Regions from separate parts of the Mus musculus genome. Here regions 1, 2, 4, 5 and 6 are each linked to region 3. A link is a contact called in public Hi-C, HiChIP or PLAC-seq and promoter capture Hi-C data. All regions are on one chromosome and are shown on one strand. The core of a region is the stretch at or near the end of the contact, and the rest is flanking DNA. Distances in the headings are between cores, read along the strand shown. Region 1 holds the start of Sec24c (Sec24 related gene family, member C (S. cerevisiae)). Region 2 holds the start of Camk2g (calcium/calmodulin-dependent protein kinase II gamma). Region 3 holds the start of Kat6b (K(lysine) acetyltransferase 6B). Region 4 holds the start of Fut11 (fucosyltransferase 11). Region 5 holds the start of Myoz1 (myozenin 1). Region 6 holds the start of 1810062O18Rik (RIKEN cDNA 1810062O18 gene).

The links. Promoter capture Hi-C pulls out the DNA fragments that hold promoters and counts their contacts. Hi-C and Micro-C count contacts between places; a contact is called where the count stands out from the background. HiChIP or PLAC-seq counts read pairs in DNA pulled down with a chosen protein or histone mark.
Region 1: a Hi-C map of double positive thymocytes shows a contact between it and region 3, with 5 times the contacts expected there. The contact joins the promoter of Sec24c here to the promoter of Kat6b in region 3. A contact is called at or near these places in 2 of 39 promoter capture datasets (neutrophils and pre-B cells), 1 of 484 Hi-C or Micro-C datasets (double positive thymocytes) and 1 of 115 datasets of contacts at active chromatin or transcription factors (trophoblast stem cells).
Region 2: a contact with region 3 is called in a promoter capture Hi-C map of pre-B cells, with 3 times the contacts expected there. The contact joins the promoter of Camk2g here to the promoter of Kat6b in region 3. A contact is called at or near these places in 1 of 39 promoter capture datasets (pre-B cells) and 4 of 484 Hi-C or Micro-C datasets (embryonic stem cells and regulatory T cells).
Region 4: a FOXA1 HiChIP or PLAC-seq map of pancreatic cancer cells shows a contact between it and region 3. The contact joins the promoter of Fut11 here to the promoter of Kat6b in region 3. A contact is called at or near these places in 1 of 39 promoter capture datasets (the 3T3-L1 cell line), 1 of 115 datasets of contacts at active chromatin or transcription factors (pancreatic cancer cells) and 1 of 9 other capture datasets (adipose tissue).
Region 5: a promoter capture Hi-C map of pre-B cells shows a contact between it and region 3, with 2.2 times the contacts expected there. The contact joins the promoter of Myoz1 here to the promoter of Kat6b in region 3. A contact is called at or near these places in 1 of 39 promoter capture datasets (pre-B cells) and 1 of 484 Hi-C or Micro-C datasets (CD4 T cells).
Region 6: a contact with region 3 is called in a promoter capture Hi-C map of pre-B cells, with 3 times the contacts expected there. The contact joins the promoter of 1810062O18Rik here to the promoter of Kat6b in region 3. A contact is called at or near these places in 1 of 39 promoter capture datasets (pre-B cells) and 1 of 484 Hi-C or Micro-C datasets (CD4 T cells).

Annotation. Positions count from the first base shown.
Region 1 is chr14:20,672,947-20,675,693 of GRCm38.p6, reverse strand. It overlaps Sec24c (Sec24 related gene family, member C (S. cerevisiae)), which reads right to left and starts at 1,373. Exons shown (of 23, transcript NM_172596.2): 1 at 1,306-1,373.
Region 2 is chr14:20,792,497-20,795,454 of GRCm38.p6, reverse strand. It overlaps Camk2g (calcium/calmodulin-dependent protein kinase II gamma), which reads left to right and starts at 1,367. Exons shown (of 21, transcript NM_001360186.1): 1 at 1,367-1,554; 2 at 2,842-2,936. The coding sequence starts at 1,490. Gm30108 (predicted gene, 30108) reads right to left here and starts at 1,216. Exons shown (of 2, transcript NR_153779.1): 1 at 995-1,216.
Region 3 is chr14:21,498,406-21,501,309 of GRCm38.p6, reverse strand. Kat6b (K(lysine) acetyltransferase 6B) reads right to left here and starts at 1,525. Exons shown (of 17, transcript NM_017479.3): 1 at 1,350-1,525.
Region 4 is chr14:20,693,549-20,696,248 of GRCm38.p6, reverse strand. Fut11 (fucosyltransferase 11) reads right to left here and starts at 1,281. Exons shown (of 3, transcript NM_028428.2): 1 at 551-1,281; 2 at 1-461. The coding sequence starts at 1,246. Sec24c (Sec24 related gene family, member C (S. cerevisiae)) reads right to left here. Exons shown (of 23, transcript NM_172596.2): 23 at 1,399-2,598. The coding sequence ends at 2,458.
Region 5 is chr14:20,655,037-20,657,813 of GRCm38.p6, reverse strand. Myoz1 (myozenin 1) reads left to right here and starts at 1,274. Exons shown (of 6, transcript NM_021508.3): 1 at 1,274-1,382; 2 at 2,448-2,538. The coding sequence starts at 2,466.
Region 6 is chr14:20,544,951-20,547,872 of GRCm38.p6, reverse strand. It overlaps 1810062O18Rik (RIKEN cDNA 1810062O18 gene), which reads right to left and starts at 1,580. Exons shown (of 6, transcript NR_033571.1): 1 at 1,529-1,580. Ppp3cb (protein phosphatase 3, catalytic subunit, beta isoform) reads left to right here and starts at 1,300. Exons shown (of 14, transcript NM_008914.3): 1 at 1,300-1,517. The coding sequence starts at 1,433.

The DNA.
Region 1 (2,747 bases), core at 124-2,623, 830 kb after region 3:
TAATGGAACAGAACAGCAGCAGCCATTCTCCAGTGGTATGACTTTCAGTGTCCAGGCAGTCACACAGAGTCCTCTGCCTGATAACTACCATGATGTTACAGGTAAATAAAGCAATGTTTCCACTTTCCATTCATTGTATCTACCACCAAGTCATCCATTCATCCCCCAAAACAGAATAACTTCAAATGTACTAGGTTTTGTTCAAACACACACACACACACACACACACACACACACACACACACACAAAGAAAAACTGTAAAGTAGCTATTTGGGAGAAACAGTATTCTTTGTCTGACCTACAATAATCCAAATGTTACTCTGACCCCAGTCTTTCCATGAACAGAATGTATTAACCTCACAAATGAAACATTTAAGATAAAAAAAAAGTAGCAATATTCCATGGCAAAGGTCATTCATCTCATGTCTCAAGCAGAGGACTATGGGTATTCTACATCCAAGAGCATGCCTGTAATTGTTTCTGTTCTAAGGTTTGTTTGATAGGTCGCTATCAAACTATTGCAATCTTGCCCAGGAACAGAAGGATGAGTTGGAGGTCCTTTTCAGGGGTCATTCCAACAAGGGGACTGGAGATCTAAACATCCTTCTAGTTATTATACAGGCAGAAGAGGCCCAGGAAGAGTGAGACCTCCTTTCAGGTGCTGCAGTAGAACAATAGGTTTCTCTTTGCTAGGAGAGCCCAGAAGCTAAACCGCTGCCGGACTGAAAACTCTGTAAAGTCAAAGCCATTTTAGAACAGTCCTTCCAAACGCTAAACGTTGCACATGCCACCAACATCAAGCCTGGGAAACGTCCCTCTCCCTTTAATTTCCTGAAGGAGGCTGAGGGACCGAATAAGCTCAGAGTCAAACTCCAATCTTGACTCCATTCTAGGGGGATAGCCGAGGGTGACAACCGAAAGGGGCGGGGCAAGCTTCCTAGAACTCTGAAAGTACCCGAGATGCGGAGGCTTGAGCGCTCCAGAGATCGAGATCCGGAAGCCAAGCCAGCCTCTAGGGCCACGAAGAGGGCCGGTTCACTAAGCAGTAAAGACCAATCCTCTAATGCCCTTCAACATGCTGGGAGGGCGAAGCGAGCCGGAACCTGGGCCAGGAGGTGAAGGGAGGGGTCCGGGGACCTAAGACCGATCGCCGGCCACAGATGCGAGAGGTGAGGGTCTCTTTCTAGGCCCCGCCTCCAGGCTCCTCCCTTTCCTCTAAAACCGGACAGCGATCAGGCCAAAAATACCCTGGCCTCTCCTCAGCATTCCTCCCCACCACGCAACCTCGCGATGCCACTCCTCACCCGGCTCCAGATCCAGGTTCGACTTCGTTCCTAACGTCAAGGCTCCCAGGCTCAACTTCCGGTTCCGAGGGGGGGGGGGCTGGCGTGCCGTCCCCGGAAGTTCCGCCCCATGCTCTAGGGCTAGGCCACTCCTTCTGCCACGTCGGCCTTAGGCACGCTTCCGGAAACCCGGATGTTGCGCATGCGTATGTGGTGTATCCCGTCATGGACGCAGTCTGTAAAGTATTGCTGAGTTTCATGCTTTTTTTTTTTTTTTTTTTTTTCTTTCCTTTCCAGATTTTTCCACATTTTCCAGACTTTTTTTATGGCTTTACCAGCTGAGAGGGTATTGAGAAAACTAGGTCAGATTATTTTTAGTAACGCTCCCTTCGTCGTGTGTTGACTTTAAGGACAGCTAGTCTTGTATCCACTTCCTGTTAACCTTTCACCCCGTTGATTTGCGTCCCTACGGTAGAGCTCACCCTGACCTTTGAGCCACACGTGGTAGTGGTAGGGTGGGTTCTAACCCTCGACTTTGGGCCGATTAGTTCAATGTTTGGACAACTTCTGCCCCGGTTTACTTCTTTAATGAAAAGAATTCGTGTCGAACAGTGAATTGGGATGAATTTAGAGACGTTTCCTAAGATTGTTCAGTATAATGTTTATTCAATAAAGATTAGTTACCATTTTATGCCTTGCCCTTTTTTTAATAGAGGTAACTCTACCAGAATATAAAGACCTCCCTGCTCTCTGTTAAAAGAGCTACAATTCTTTCAGTAATCATAAGACTCTTCAGAGAACAATGTTAACTAATAAATGATTATTGCTCTTTTATCCTCTAATCAGTTTTTTGAGACTGGATCTCAATTTATAGGCAGACTATCCTGAAACTGGATATATAACCCATGATCACCGTGAACTCCCACTTTTTATGCTTCCAACCTCTCCGTTGCATGCATTGGAATTCTTTCTGTGCTGTTATGCTTTAAGCACTTCTTTGGGCCAACTTAGGTTCATGAATAGAGTAGGCAAACTGTTTTGTGGGGTTTTTTCCTACGTAATGGTAGTTACACAGTAATGCATGCTTAGAGAAAAATGGGCATTTAAGTTTGCATGTCAGTTACTAACCAGTCAGTTGTTTCTGTCTAGCTTGTTTTAAAATGTCTTATGTATGGGTGTTTTGCCTGAATGTGTATCTGTGCACTTTGTGACTACAGTACCTGCAGAGGCCAGAAGAGGGCACTGGATCCCCTGGAACTGGAGTTAACAAATCTTGTAAGATACATGGATGCTGGAAATCAAACCCAAGTCACCTGGAAAAGCAGCCAGTGTTCTTTGTCACCAGCCCTGTTTCTATCCACTTTTAAAATACTGTCCGTGGATCCTAGTATCAGTATCAGCTGAGACTTGTTAGAAATGTAAATTAATATCTTTCCTATTTATTTGGGATTTTTTTTTTTTTT
Region 2 (2,958 bases), core at 118-2,617, 710 kb after region 3:
TAAAGTTGTAATATTGGAGACAGAGCCGTTCTATGAACACTGAGCCTGGAGCGAAGTACCCAGGGGTTCCTTTGGAGTGCACAGTTTAGTGGGAAGAAAAATACTACACAATAGCTGCAAACACTGTTTGAATAAGGTACTGAGGGTTACTCTAATATTATACATGATTTAACCCAGTAAATGCTCACAGCCCTATGAAGTATACTGCACTATTATTTCCAGTTCTCAAATAAGGCCCAGACAGATTTCATGAACTGCAGAATGCCTGAGGTCAATGATTTTCCAGACATCCGAGAGCTAGGTAGTATGATCCAAGAGTTCTCAATACTGTGTGCTAGCACTCATACTTGCAAATACATCATTACAAAATGTGATAAAGTGTCATAAATAAAAGTACTGGATGCCCACAAGAAAACGAGCATGTTTTCATCTTTTGCTTTTAGCCACTAGTGCACAAAGCCTTTTCAAGACATTCTTACTTTTATCTTTTATTACTGACCTAGGAGAGAACATTTATTTCTAAGACTGGAATGCAGGAAAGCATCACACGGGCCCGCAGGACAGCTCAGTGAGTAAAAAGATGCGTGAGCTAAGCCTGACTACCCAAGTTCCATCCCCCAATGTAGTGAAAAGAGAACCAACTCCCCAAGTTGTGTGACCTCCACACGTGCGCTGTGGCAACCATAGGGCCACAGGCATACACACACGAAACAAATAAATGGAAAGAAAGAAAGAAAGAAAGAAAGAAAGAAAGAAAGAAAGAAAGGAAGGAAGGAAGAAAGAAAGAAAGAAAAGCAAGCAAACATCTTGCCCCATGGCCTGGTTTCGCTGATAAAACCGCGGCTGAAGGTTTTCTGGTTTTGTTTTTTCTTAATGATGCCCTTGATTCTTGCACTAATCTAGAGTGTCGGCACCCTGGGGGAAGGCTGCGGGCAGCTGGCTCTGCAGTCTGGGGGCATCTCTCGAGTGTACAGTCTCACATACGCTCTTTGACCTTGGCATTTTCCGGCTTGGTTCAGGCTGCAGTCATGGGACCCACGTGTGGGGCCTCTCCCCAGACCTCGGTGGTCCAGACCCAACACCACTCAAGAACCACTTTCACACATTGGTTCCTGAGCTCTTGCAGGGTCCGCCCTGGAGGAGCCCGCAGGAGGTGTCTTCCAGTTCGGTCGGTCCCAGTGGGTGGCCGGGAGTGGGGACCCCGCGTCCTTGGCCCTCGGGTGCAGGGGGCCCAGTTCGGGCGGCTCCTGGGGCGGGGCGGGGCCGACGGTGGGAGGCCCCTCCCCGGGGGCGGGGCGGGGGCCAGCGGGGCTTGGGGGCGGGGCCGGCGGGCGGGCGCGGGGGTGTCCCTCCCTCCCTCGCTCTCTCCGGTAAAGTCTCGCGGTGCTGCCGGGCTCAGCCCCGTCTCCTCCTCTTGCTCCCTCGGCCGGGCGGCGGTGACTGTGCACCGACGTCGGCGCGGGCTGCACCGCCGCGTCCGCCCGCCAGTATGGCCACCACCGCCACCTGCACCCGCTTCACCGACGACTACCAGCTTTTCGAGGAGCTCGGCAAGTACGGCCCACCCGCCACGCGCGGCGGCCCCCCACCCTGGTCCAGGCGTCCCGGCGCTCTGCGGCTTCTCGCCCCGCCCCCCGGCCCTGCACCGGCCGCTGCAGCGCCCCCTCGACCCGCCCCACCCCCAGCTTTTCCCGCGTGCTGCCTCGGGGGCCCCTTAGCCCCGGGTTCCCGGTCCCGCAGCCCCCTCCGCGCCCTGCAGCAGCTGCCAGGCTGCTGCACCCGGCGCCGCCGCGGGAACTGCAGCCCCGGGACTGCTCCGGGGCGCCTTCCAGCCCCGCCCCTCCCGCACCCTTCAGACGCTCCCCTCCCTCGACCCCGCCTGTCCACCGCCCCCTCCCCACCCAGCTCCGGAGCCCACTCAGCACCGGCCCCCCAGTTCCCACGCGCCCGGCACTCAGGACCCTCCCCGGCTCTGCAGTTCCAGCCCCGCTGCGGTGCCGGGGTGTGGGGAGATGTTTAGTGCCGGGCCCCGCCCCCCCGCTAGTGCGGCTTCCAGGATCCCAGCCTTGCTGCTGGGCAGTGCTGCGGCACCCCCGGCCCCTCCCCCCATCCCTGCAGTGGTCCCAGGAGCCGTGCGCCGCAGCCGCAGCATCCCCCTCCCCTCCGCACTGAGCTGGCCGCCGCCGCAGCCCGGGTCCCCGCCACCCCCACCCGCGGTGCAGAGCCTGGCCACTGCAGCCCCCGCTCTGCCCGCCCCCCTAGATATTTCCAGAGCCCGAGATCGCAGCCCATTTGGCGGGTCACGTACAGGAAAATAGCACGGGGAAGGGGAGTTACTGCTGTCACAATCAGAGCTGTCTTTCCTCTGTTTCCCTGCTGTCAGTTGAGCGGGGATGCTGTGGGTTTAAGCCAGTTGAGCGGATCTTGAGCGTCACTTTCTCCCAGGCTTAAGGGAAATTTCTCAGGAAACCATACCTTCTGTTTAATCCCTCCTTTTCCCTACTTTCAATTATTTCTGCTGAGAGGAGGAACAAGGTCTCCCTGTTCTTCTCTCTCCTGGTTGCCTTTGCTGGGACCACAAGGCAATCAGTGAGATGCAGCAGGTGTGTATTTGAAGCATCGCCCACCAGTCTGAGGTTTGAGGCTGTTGGAACTAGATGGGAGCCAGGTGGTGCTCCACCCACATCTGTTTAGGGCCATCGGGTGGGCTTACCATTCTTAAGTTAGCTGTTGATTGTCCCTACAAGTCTGGTGGTTGGAGCATGGCTGTCCTCATCTGAAGTATGTGTGTGTCACTTTGCTTGGCGCTGTGTCCCAGTTCTTTCCCCCTTCTCTCTCCAGGGGTGCCTTCTCAGTGGTCCGGAGGTGTGTAAAGAAAACATCTACGCAGGAATATGCTGCAAAAATCATCAATACCAAGAAGTTGTCCGCCCGAGGTGAGCGTGCCCTGCCAGGGCT
Region 3 (2,904 bases), core at 276-2,775:
AGCCCCGCCCCTTGCCCCGTAGGCTCGGCCAGGGGCGGAGCTTATTCCTCCTCCCTCCTCTCCCCCGCCCCCTACCGTCACGCTCAGGGGCAGCCTGACCCCGAGCGGCCCCGCGGTGACCCTCGCGCAGGGGCCTGTGGGAGGGGCGTCGAGGGTCCCAGGCCACCCCCCCGTCGGTCCCCCGCCCGCCTAGTCTCCTCCCCCTGGGAACGCGCGGGGTGGGTGACAGACCTGGCCGCGCGCCACCACCACCGCGCCTGCCGGGGGCGCTGAATCTGCCTGAGAAAGAAGCTACGGCTGCCGCCTGGAGGAGGTGCCGTAGCGCCCGCCACCGCTGCCGCCGCCGCCAGGGGTAGGAGCTAAGCCGCCGCCATTTTGTGTCCCCCTGTTGTTGTCGTTGACATGAATCCGACATGACACTGATTACAGCCCAATGGAGTCTCATTAAACCCAAGACGCGGCCCCGCCCCGGCGCCGTTCCATTGGACGAGAGCACGAACACTTAGGGCCAACCGTTGGCCTACGGGTCTGTCCGTCACCCGCTCGCTAAACACTCTGCCCCCCATTGGGGCAAGTTCCTGCCGGTCATCTCGCCTCCACATAGACACACCTCTCGACCCATCATTTCCCCCCCCCCACCTCCGGCACCACCCCGAGGGAGGGTCGACTGCCAGTACCAATCAACAGACCGCGGGGCCCGCCTTTTCCGGGCACCTATTGGTCCAGCCCTTTTTCTCTCTCACAGACACCGCGCCACCTCTACTTCCACCTACCCGCCCCCTCTACCTCTAGAAATGGATTGGATCTAGGCGCAGGAGAGGCGCTTGGCCTTATTGGCTGTACACGACGCCAATCAGAAGCCTTTTTTCCTCTCCCCTCCCCCACTCAACCCCAAAGCCCCTAGCCCGCAGCTAAAGTTTGTGTGAGAGCTGATCGCTGGCGGCGGCCGCAGGATTTAGGGGTGGGCGCAGGCGGGCGCGCGCGGGCGGGCACGCGAAGTTAAAATTCGAGGTTCTCAGTCGCCTGCTCCCGCCGAGGAGCGCGCGGACGGGCGCGCCGCCCGGAGCGTTCCATCCAGCCCCCTCCTCCACCCTCTCTCCTGTCCTGTCCCGGGCGACTACTCGCCCGCCCCCTGGCTTGCACCCTACCCCCTTCACATACCCCCTACCCTGCCAGCCTCAGGCCGGGTGCAGGCGGAACGATCTCACTGCAGCCTCTTCGCCATCCCATACGGAGGGGGAGCAAGCCCCCTACCCACCGGGTGTGCACCCCCGGCTCCGCACTCGCCCGTGTCTGCAAGCACGTGCACTATTCGCCGCTGCCTCCGGCCACCCCGGTCCCCGGCTAACCTCGCCTCCAGCCCGGCCAATCGCTTGCTGCCCTTTGTTGCTGCAGACCGGGTCTCCCCGCTGCCTTCCTCAGCCTCCGCCTCGTCCTTTGCCAGCCGCCCGGGTCCGCAGCGCCGCGCTCCCCCCGCCCGGGACCCACCGCCGCCGCCTCCTTCTCCTCCTCCGCCTCCTCCTCCTCGGCTCCGGGCTGCAGCGCACAGAGCCCGAGGCAGCGCCGCCCAGCCCCGCTCCCCCCGCGCCGCCCGCTAGCCCGCCTGGCCCGGCCGGGGGCGCAGCCCGGACCCCGCCCGCCCCAGTCTCCGCCCCGGGGGTACCTGCCTCCGCCCCGGGGGGCTCCGCTCACCGCCCTCAGGGGAGGGCGGGGATGCCGGTGTCCGAAAGGATGGGGACGCCTGGGCTGTTTTGGGGTGGGGAGTGTGTCCGCCAGGTCTGGGACTGAGGTGCGGTCTTCTTAAACGCGCCCCCCCTCCCGCCGCCGTGGGCCCCAAACTTCGTCCTTCTCCCGGGTCTTGTACCCTCGGGCGACCGCGGCAGTTTTGGGGTGGGGGATGCCTCAGGAGCTGTCTCTACCCTGATCAGGAGGAAGAGGGAGCAGTGACATTCAGCGACTGCGGACAGGCATCCTCGGGTGGGAGTGGGGATGTCAGACGCAGGCTGGAGAGGGAAGCTGCCCCTCAGGATGCCCTCTCCCGGCCTGCGGGAGAGGCTGGCGAGCTCGGAGCTGCGTTCTGGGTGCTTCCTGGACTGTGCAGCTGGATAACATTGGGGTTGGGCGGGGGGCGACCGCTGGGGGGCCCTTCCCTCGTCTCCAACCAGCGCTGTAAGGAAAGCTGATGGCGAAGTTCGGTTTTCCAGGCTTCCCCTGGGCCCCCGGAGTTCCTGAGGCCCATACGAGGGAGGCTGGGGGATCCTCTGGCCGCCCAGGCAAGGCTACTCTAAAGGTGCCCACATGCCTTGCAGCGCCCTCCGGACTCTGGAGAAAACGTCCTGCTCTTCCCAGAGTTGGGTGGGATGCTGGTAAGAGATACTTGAGAGTATGAGAAAGGTAGACTTGAGAAAAGGCTCCTCCTAACAGAGTTTGAACAGTTTCTCTTCCCAGACCTTTGGGAAGAAGGGAAACAAACCTATGTCCCTGGGAAAGCCAAGTTTCCCCGTGTGGTGGCCGGGGTGAAAAACCACCTGTTGCCTGAAGTTCTGTCCTTGAATCAGGACGTTCTTGGGGCCCCTGATGAGGAGATGTAGGATGTCAAAGAGCAGGAATTTCAGTCTCCCTGCCCTGAATGACTCATTTTCATGCCACTGCCACTCCTGCAGCAGAGTTCAACTCCCCGTTAGAAACTACTGTTCAACTATGTAGGTACTTTGTTAGACCCAATAATCTCAGTTCTTATCTTAGCAGCAGCAGCAGCCCTGTCACATGCAGACAGAAATGCACAAAGGCTACTCTGGTGTGCGAGCTTCCTCTGCTTCTGAGCTTGGCAGCAAGGTGAGGAAGAAGCCAGGACAAAAGGCAGAGGTGAATGAAAGATTAAAAAAAAAAGAGGGGAGAGCAGAT
Region 4 (2,700 bases), core at 32-2,531, 800 kb after region 3:
AAACACTCAAAGCCATTGAGGTAATTAGGCAACATGGGATCGTTGACTCCCCACTCCCTGTGCTCCAGGTTATCCAGAAGAAACTGGTTGGTGATGCCTCCAGGCTGCTTGTATGCCAGGTATTTCATATACTCGTCATCATTTTTGTCCAGAAAGTCAATAAACTCTGCCAACTTTTGAGGGGACTCAAAGTCATCAATTAGGATGACAGAGTGATTATTGGGCATCCAGTCCCTCACAGAGGGTGATCCACGATACACGGGCACAGCACCCAGATGCATGGGGCGCCACAGTTTTTCTGTCATGTAATCATTGCAGATGGCATTCTCCAGAGCTAAGTGGAACTTATACCGGGACAAAAAGGCCATGAGTTCTGGATCCTCGGTGGTGGCCGTGGCTGTGTCCTGTAATCGCACGGTGGGCGGCTCGCGGTTCTGCAGGCACTTGCCATAGGAATCCACCTAAGCGAGTCAGAGCACGGCGGTCAGCAGGGTGGGGCGTTCGCCCGGCCCACCCCCGCCCCGCCCCGCCCCGCCGCTCTCTCACCCACCGGGATGTAGCGCATGAGCTCGCGTACGTATCGGTCCCGGTCGGAAGGCACATCGCAATGGGACTGCAAATAGAGCAACGGCGCGTATCCGCGGCGACGCCACTCGGCGCGCTCCCGGGGCGGAGGCGCGGGCCGGCGCAAATAGGCGGCCCCGGGCAGCCACTGCAGCGGCAGCGGATAATCCGAGTGGCGGCTGAAAGTGGCGGTGAGATTGAAGAGACGGATGCCCGGGCCGTGGCTCAGTAGGAAGTTATTGAGCGGCGACTCCTCGTGCAGGAGCGCCCAGCTCTGGTGCGCCAGGCGCGGCAGGGGCGCATCAGCCGCGCGGAAGTCCGTGCCGTAAAAGAGCAACGCGCGCGTCCGCGGGTCGGCGCGCGCCCGTCGATCCCGGGACGCCACGCACGCGCCGTGCGCACACTGTATGCGCTCCGAGTCACCTGGGAAGTGCGGAAACAGACCTGGGCTCCACCACAGCAACACTGGTAGGTCCACCGCCTCTCTGTTCCCTGGAGGCGGGGACCCGGGCCCGCGCGCTATCCCCACGGCGCCTAGGGCGGCGGGAGGCCGGAAAACCGCGCCATCCCACGGCTCCTCCCTCTCTGCCTCCCCGGAAGCCTCGGACCCGGAGCTGCTGGCCGAACAGACACTGAGCACCCCCAGGGCGGCCAGCACCGCCTCGGTACAGCGAGCAGCCATGTCCACACCGGACCCCCTCGGACAGCACGAAACCCCGCCCTGCGGCGGGTGGGGAGTGGACTAGGTCCTACGCCATAGGGGCACGCGGCGCATGCGTAACTCCTCTCAGCTGCAGGCAGGGTGGGGAAAAGTCGCGAGTAATGAGAGGGATACTGGTTACATCTTATTTTATTTCTTTACAAATTAAAGATGCATTGAAAAATAAACCAATGAAAAGAAATGAAAGGTCCATAGCAGGGGCATCCTGGGCTGGGAGCAGGCAGGCCTGACCACGGTCATTCCTAGCCCTTGTCCTGCCCAGCCAACTGGAGTTGGAAGATAACTTGTCAGCCACTCAGTCAATACCAAAGCCCAGTAACGTCCTGGCACCGGAAGACAGGGCTCCAGCCATATCTGCCTCTCCCCAACAACGTTTCTGGTGGAAGCTGAGTGGGATGTGGGCTGGCTCTGTGAGGTATTGCAAGTTGACCATCAGGCGCTCTACAGAACCATCCAGGATTGGGGCTTCTCCATCTGGAAAGGAGGCTGCTACTTCCCCAAGGTGTTAATATGTTTTGCAATTCTTACCCCAGGCTCATTCATCCACGAAGTGCTCACCAATCATTGCAGGGGAGAGAGAGCACGCGCAGTGGAAGTAGAGAGATTAGTCATCCATCCTCGGTAACTATGACTTTGCTACTGACCATCAGGCACCCAAAGGACCAACTATTTTACTCTCCACCACCTACGGCCTGTACCCCAGCTCTTGTGCACCTGTATATTTTGTCCCTAATATAGGAAGTTGTTGATGACACGGAGCTGAATTTGCCACCTCCTGTAATAACCCTGGGATTCCCACTTCTTCCTGCCTGCCCTTCCTCTTGGAGGCTCATCCAAAGGGACACACTGTTGCCAGGGCCCAGCTGCCTCCAAACCCCCAACACCGAATCATATACAGTGAACTGAGAAACTACATTCATTACAAGAGGATTAGCAGGAGAAAGGGTAGAGTAAGGGGCCTGAGGCACCTTCGATCAGCAGGACATGACAGAGTGGTAGTGTATTTGAGCCCAGAAAGACGGTGTCTCCTTATATCTCGCCCTCCCCCCAAAAGAAGTCAACTGAGGTCAGCTTACATGACTTATACGATATGGAACTGTCCCAATTTCTCTGTCATCCTGGGGTTCTTCCTGGAAGCTGGCCTGGGACCCTATGCCATTTACCCACTTGCTTTAGCTCAGTAGCTGCCGGATCTCCTTGTGCATATGACAGAGAAAGTCCACATAGGATGCACCTCCACTTAGGCTCTTGTCTTCCACCAGGAAGTGCTTGAACAGCATCTCCAGCTTGTCTTCCTGCTTGACCACGATAAGCTACAGGCAGAAGGCAGATGGTAAGGAAGGGCAAATGGTAAGGAAGAACGCATACACGCGTATGCTCCCTCCCCAGCTTCCTTCCTGATGACCTGACAAGAA
Region 5 (2,777 bases), core at 25-2,524, 840 kb after region 3:
TTAGGCAGCCGTATAAGAGTAAAAGGTACAGGAGCAAGCTGGTTTCAGGACATGAGTGGGAGATGAGGGAGGATCCAGGGTATTGCTTCAGCTCTCACCCTTCCTAATGCTGTGACCTTTGAATACAGTACCTCATGTTGTGTTGACCTGCAACCATAAAATTACTGCTATCATCATCATTTTAAAAATTTATTTATAGTATGTATATGAGTACACCATTGCTCTCCTTGGACACACCAGAAGAGGGCATCAGACCCCATTGCAGATGGTTGTGAGCCATCATGTGGTTGCTGGGAATTGAACTCAAGACCTCTGGAAGAGCATTCAGTGCTCTTAACCACTAAGCCATCTCTCCAGCCCCTATTATTATTATTATTAGTAGTAGTAGTAGTAGTAATTATTATTATTATTATTATTATTATTATTATTATTATTATTATTATTTTGAGACAGGGTTTCTCTGTGTAGCCTTGGCTGTCTTGGAACTCACTTTGTAGACCAGGCTAGCCTGGAACTCAGGGATCTACCTGTCTCTACCTCTCAAGTGCTAGGATTAAAGGTGTGCACCACCCACCATGCTTGGCATCATAAAATTATTTTTGTTGCTACTTCATAACTGTAATTTTGCTACTGTTATGAATTATAATGTAAATATCTATATTTGAGATATCTGACATTGACCCCTATGAAAGGGTTGTTTGACCCCCCATGGGGGTCAGGACCCACAGGTTGAGAGTACCCACGGGCCTTTGTAAGATCATCTGCACTAGGGTTCACTAAGTTGGTTCCTCACCCTGTCAAGATCTAACCCTCTTAGACAGAAAGCCAACCTATTCAGGAAGTTAGAAGCAATGCCACTGTGAAAATTTCCATCCTATCTTCAACTTAGGGCTTTAATCCCTCCCACCCACAAATACACTCATGGGTCCCCTCCAGCCCTGGCCTGGAATGGCCCTGAGTAGCCCACAATTCATGTTTTCTGTTTTGTTTTTTCCTATACCTACTCTTAATTCTTACCCACCACTATCTGCTCCCTCTCGGCCTCCTGAAATGCTTCTTTGGAGAAAGAAGGCAAGGAGGAGGCACACCCCTTCGGCTGACTGATCCCTGGCTCAGACAGTCTGGTGGGAACATTTTGTAGCCCTGTTTCCCTCTTCCTGAACCTCAGGCAAAGAGGGCAGGCTCTCGGTTCCAGGGTCTCAGTACCCCCTGTGCCATTTGAGCTGCTTGTGTTCATCAACTCTATTAATAACCTCCTCCCTCCCCCACTGCCGGTGCTGCCCCTACGCTCGCTCGCCCCGGCTCAGGTTCTCTAGTCACTGCAGCTTAGTCCTCCGAAGCTGCTGGACCCCGGGGAGAGCCGACCACCAACTGAGCAGCTGGTAAGTCTATGGTTCTATCTACCGGAAGAAGGGGCTGGAGCCCACTCTTCTGAGCTCCTTGTTTGCAACTGTGATTCTCCATCCTCAGGGAATGGTCTCTCTTCTCATCTCTGCTCAGCTGCCAACAGTCCAGTTGGAGTTACAGAGTTGGAAAGAAAGGGACCTAAGGAGTTGGGAGGAATTAAGATATGTGGGGAGGTACCTGACAGATGGGAAAGGGTGCTTTGGAATGCCACTAAGTTGGTAGAGTGTGGTTGTGTTTGTGAGACAGGACACCACGGAAAATAGCAGGGCTGTTAGGGAGAGGATGGTGTGCATACATTTTCTTATCTTGTCGCCATCCACGGCCAGATCTTATTCCTGTGTTTCTGTTCCCCCCACAATTCTCTACTTCCACGTACTATATTGCTGAGCTGACATCTGCCACAGCTCAAATGCCCTTAGCTAGCTCTCTGCTCCAGCCCTGAACCTTGGGATCGGAGTGCCTGAAGGAACAAGGAACATACCCATGACCTCTCGGGCCACGTTCCAGCTGGCCTCCTGGAAGATCAACAACCTCTCCTTCCTATGGAGAAGGTTTCGTCTGAATCTCAACACTAATTAGCAGAACATTGCTTTACGCCCATGGACCCCAAGGGAAGCCTAAGGAGGAGACTAGAGTCTGGAGCCACAGTTGTAGTCTGATATCCCGATACAAATAAGGACTTTAAGTCACGCCAGGCCCAGGAAGCCTGAGTGCATTGCTCTGCCAGTGTTGCTTTTGAAACCCCCTTCGGCCCTAGCTGTATTTCCGATGCCCACACAGGAGCTATGGAAAGTGGACACAGCCCTTGGTAAGAGATAAGGAAAGGGTACAGTTCTTCCTCCTGTCCTGCTTCCAAAGAAAACAGAAGACTGTGACAGTTTACGTTCTGGGGAATACTAATTTCTGTAAAGACGTATGCATGCGTGCACACACACATGCAAACATGCACATGGAAAAAAAACTGAAGAAATTTTGTCCTTAATCCCAAGTGTACGGCTGTAGTGCGGATGCTCATTCTCCCACTCCATCTCTCCTTCCAGGTCAGATCCACCTCCACCATGCCACTCTCAGGAACCCCGGCCCCTAACAAGAGGAGGAAGTCAAGCAAACTGATTATGGAGCTCACTGGAGGTAGGGTGTGCGTGCTTGTAGAGCCCCAATGCAGGACTTTTAAGAGCATGCCTGACTCAAGAGTCCCAGAAATGATGTAAGACAGGATATAAGTCAGAGTGAAAAAAAAAAAAAAAAAAAAAAACAAGAGGAATTGCAGCTGTAGAGGGTGTGGGAGACGGGATGATGGGAGGGGTGAGAAGGGGCAGGAGAAAGACACAGGAAGAACTCAGCATCCACTCTGCATCCTCCCATCCTTC
Region 6 (2,922 bases), core at 331-2,830, 950 kb after region 3:
TTTCTTGTTTCATCCTATTTGGATGCTATAACATAGAGACATGGGCCTTAGTAGATATGTTGGCCCCTGAACCATTCAACACTGCTCGTGTCATACACACAATTCTATCTTTTTGGAAGAAGTGTAATGACTGTGCATATGTATGAGGAGGACACATGAAGGCTAGAGTAAGCTGTACTAGTCAGTTCTCTTTTAATACCTTGTGTGCCCTGTGGTTCCATTACTGGGTTTGGTGGCCTATGCCTTCAGCATCTGAGCATCTTATTAATAACTGTTAAGGACCACCTGTACTTGTTTCTTGACCTCTTGGATGCTGGTCAACTTGGATCTGTTTCTGCAAGTTGCCCAAATTCAAATTCCGAGTATGTACAAAGATAAGGAACTAATTTCCTATTTTCTACCTACTTAGTCTCTGCTTTCCATTTTTTTCTATTTCATTTCTTTATTTACAAGTTTTAGTAGATGTCAGACTAGAAGGAGTCTAATTCCTTCTTTCCATTGTCTCCTTCGGCCATGGGGATTAGTCCTAAGGAACTTAAATCACAGTCCTTGGCTGCAAGCACCTTTATCCATTGAACCATCTCTCTGCCTTCAAATTTATTTGCTCAGTGAATTACGAGAGAGGCAATGGCTTTCCAGGGGAATCTTACAGGTTCTCAGGACACCTCTTGGTGTCATTCCCTACTTCCCTTGATCCATTTTGGTTCTTAAATCGTGGTGCTTAGACTTTTCCAGCTGAATTTATGTGCCTTTGGACTTTTCCAAACTCTCAAAGCAAGAGTTCGAATTCTATGCAACTCTCTAGGGCCCCGTTTTGTTGAGACAGTCTCACTTTGTTGCCCTGAGTGGTTAGACCTAGCTAGACTTGAACTTACAGAGTTCTGCCTTCCCCTGCCTCCTGAGGTCTGGTATTAAAGGGAAAATTTCATTTTAAATGATAATGCCACTCTATAGATTCCCTGATGCTTCTTTCATTTTTCTCTCTGGCCATAGTATTATCACTTAGATTTTGTAGATAAATTGTCATATATTTGTCTAGGCCTGGGAAATTCTGAGATCAAATTACACCTCTTCATTTTCCTGGGCTCCAAAGCGGCCAAAAAACCGTCCTTTTTTCCCCTTGCATTTTATCAACAGCCCCTCAGTTTAATCTGCAACCTCTCTTTACTGGTTTGTCTTTCTGCATGTACGGAATTTTCACCTGATCCCTTGGACTGTTTCCGTTTCTGTAGTAGCCTCGGTAATTTTGCTCAAGTCCCTGGAGCTTGTCCCGCCCCCGCCCCTGCACGCGCGATGCATGACGGTCTTAGCCCCTCTGAAGGGAAAGAGGGTCCGCCATGTTCCCCGGCGGCGCCGCCGCTTGGCTCTGGTAGCCGCCGCCCCCGCCCCCAACCCCGCCCGTCCCGGCACCTAGCCGAGCCCCGGGCCCAGCATGGCCGCCCCGGAGCCGGCCCGGGCCGCGCCGCCCCCGCCCCCGCCCCCACCGCCCCCTCTCGGGGCCGACCGCGTCGTCAAAGGTGAGAGGTACCCGAAGCCTGGGGGCCTGGCGTGAGGCGCGGTGTGAGGGCGGGCGGGAGTCCGTCCCCTCAGGAGCGGGCCTGGCGGGGCGGGCGAGTGACTGGCTGCCTCCCTTGGGGAGTGGCCCCTGGGCGGGTCCCCGCTGGGCCGGGCCGAGGCGTAGGCTGCTCCTCGGTCTCCCGCTCGCCCTGCAGGCCCGGGCGGGCGTCGTGCGCGGGCTGTCGCTAACGCGGGCTCAGGGCCGTCCGCCGCAGTGAGCCCCTTTCTTTCCTGCTTTGCCTGTGGTCGGCGCGGCGCCCGCGTTAAGAGCTTCCGGCTCCTCGACAGCTGCACTCCCGGCTTGCCCGGGCGCACCGAGGGGCCCCGGAACCCCTTAGCCGCACGCCGTTGGACTCGCCCGCGTTCTGGCCCACGCCTGCTCCCGGGTGACAACGCCTAGCTAGCGCCAGCCGCAGGGGGTTTGCGCTCGGCCCTCAGATGCCACCCCGCGCGGAAATCGGGAAAACCGTATGGGACTGGACCAGGATGAAGGATCCCGGGGTGACCTAGGAACCCAGACGTAGCTGCGGGGCAGGGGAAAAAGCCATCTTACAAAGAGGAGGCAAAAAAGTCCCATGTATAGGAAGTGGTACACTTAACAGAAAGGGTTTTACAAGCCGCCTCTAAACACACGACTTACTCTTTAGAAGGAAAAGTGAAATTCTTCTGAGCCAGGGAGGACGTGTGTGTACAGATAAACAGATTTATTTAAATTAAATTGAGAGGCAGTTGAAAGTTCCTTAAAAGTCCAGGCTCTCAGAGAGAGCCCATCTACCACACTAATACTATGGATTAAGAATATTAAGAACTGAAATTATTTTTCTTTATTTTGCAGTCAATAAGCAGAAATCGTAAAATGAAGATTTCGTCATTTAGATTATGCTCATTTTTAAAGTTATTTTAATTTTCAAATTCAGTGTCTCAAGTATAGACTGGCACAGTGTTTAAATACTGCTAGCTTTGCTTTGAATTGTGACCATGGTTTGCCATTAAAATATTTTAAAACAAACCCTTTTCTCGTGTGTGTGTGTGTGTGTGTATGTATGTATGTATGTATGTGTGCTGGTTTTTCGAGATAGGGCTTTTTTGCGTAGTCTTAGCCAGGAACTTGGAAAGTAGGCTGGTCTGGAACTCAGAGATATGCCTGCCTCTGCTTCTTAAGAGCCCAATCAAAGGTGTACGCCACCACTGCCCACCTGTGTTTTTTCTGTTTTCAATCTGCACTTTAGGTTCTTAAAGCATGACATATGTGGTTGGGTTAAGCATTAGAATGAACTAAATAGGACTGGAGTAAGAGCGGGTAAGAGCACTGACTGCTCTTCCAGAAGTCTGAGTTCAGTTCCTAGCAGCCACATGGTAGCTCAC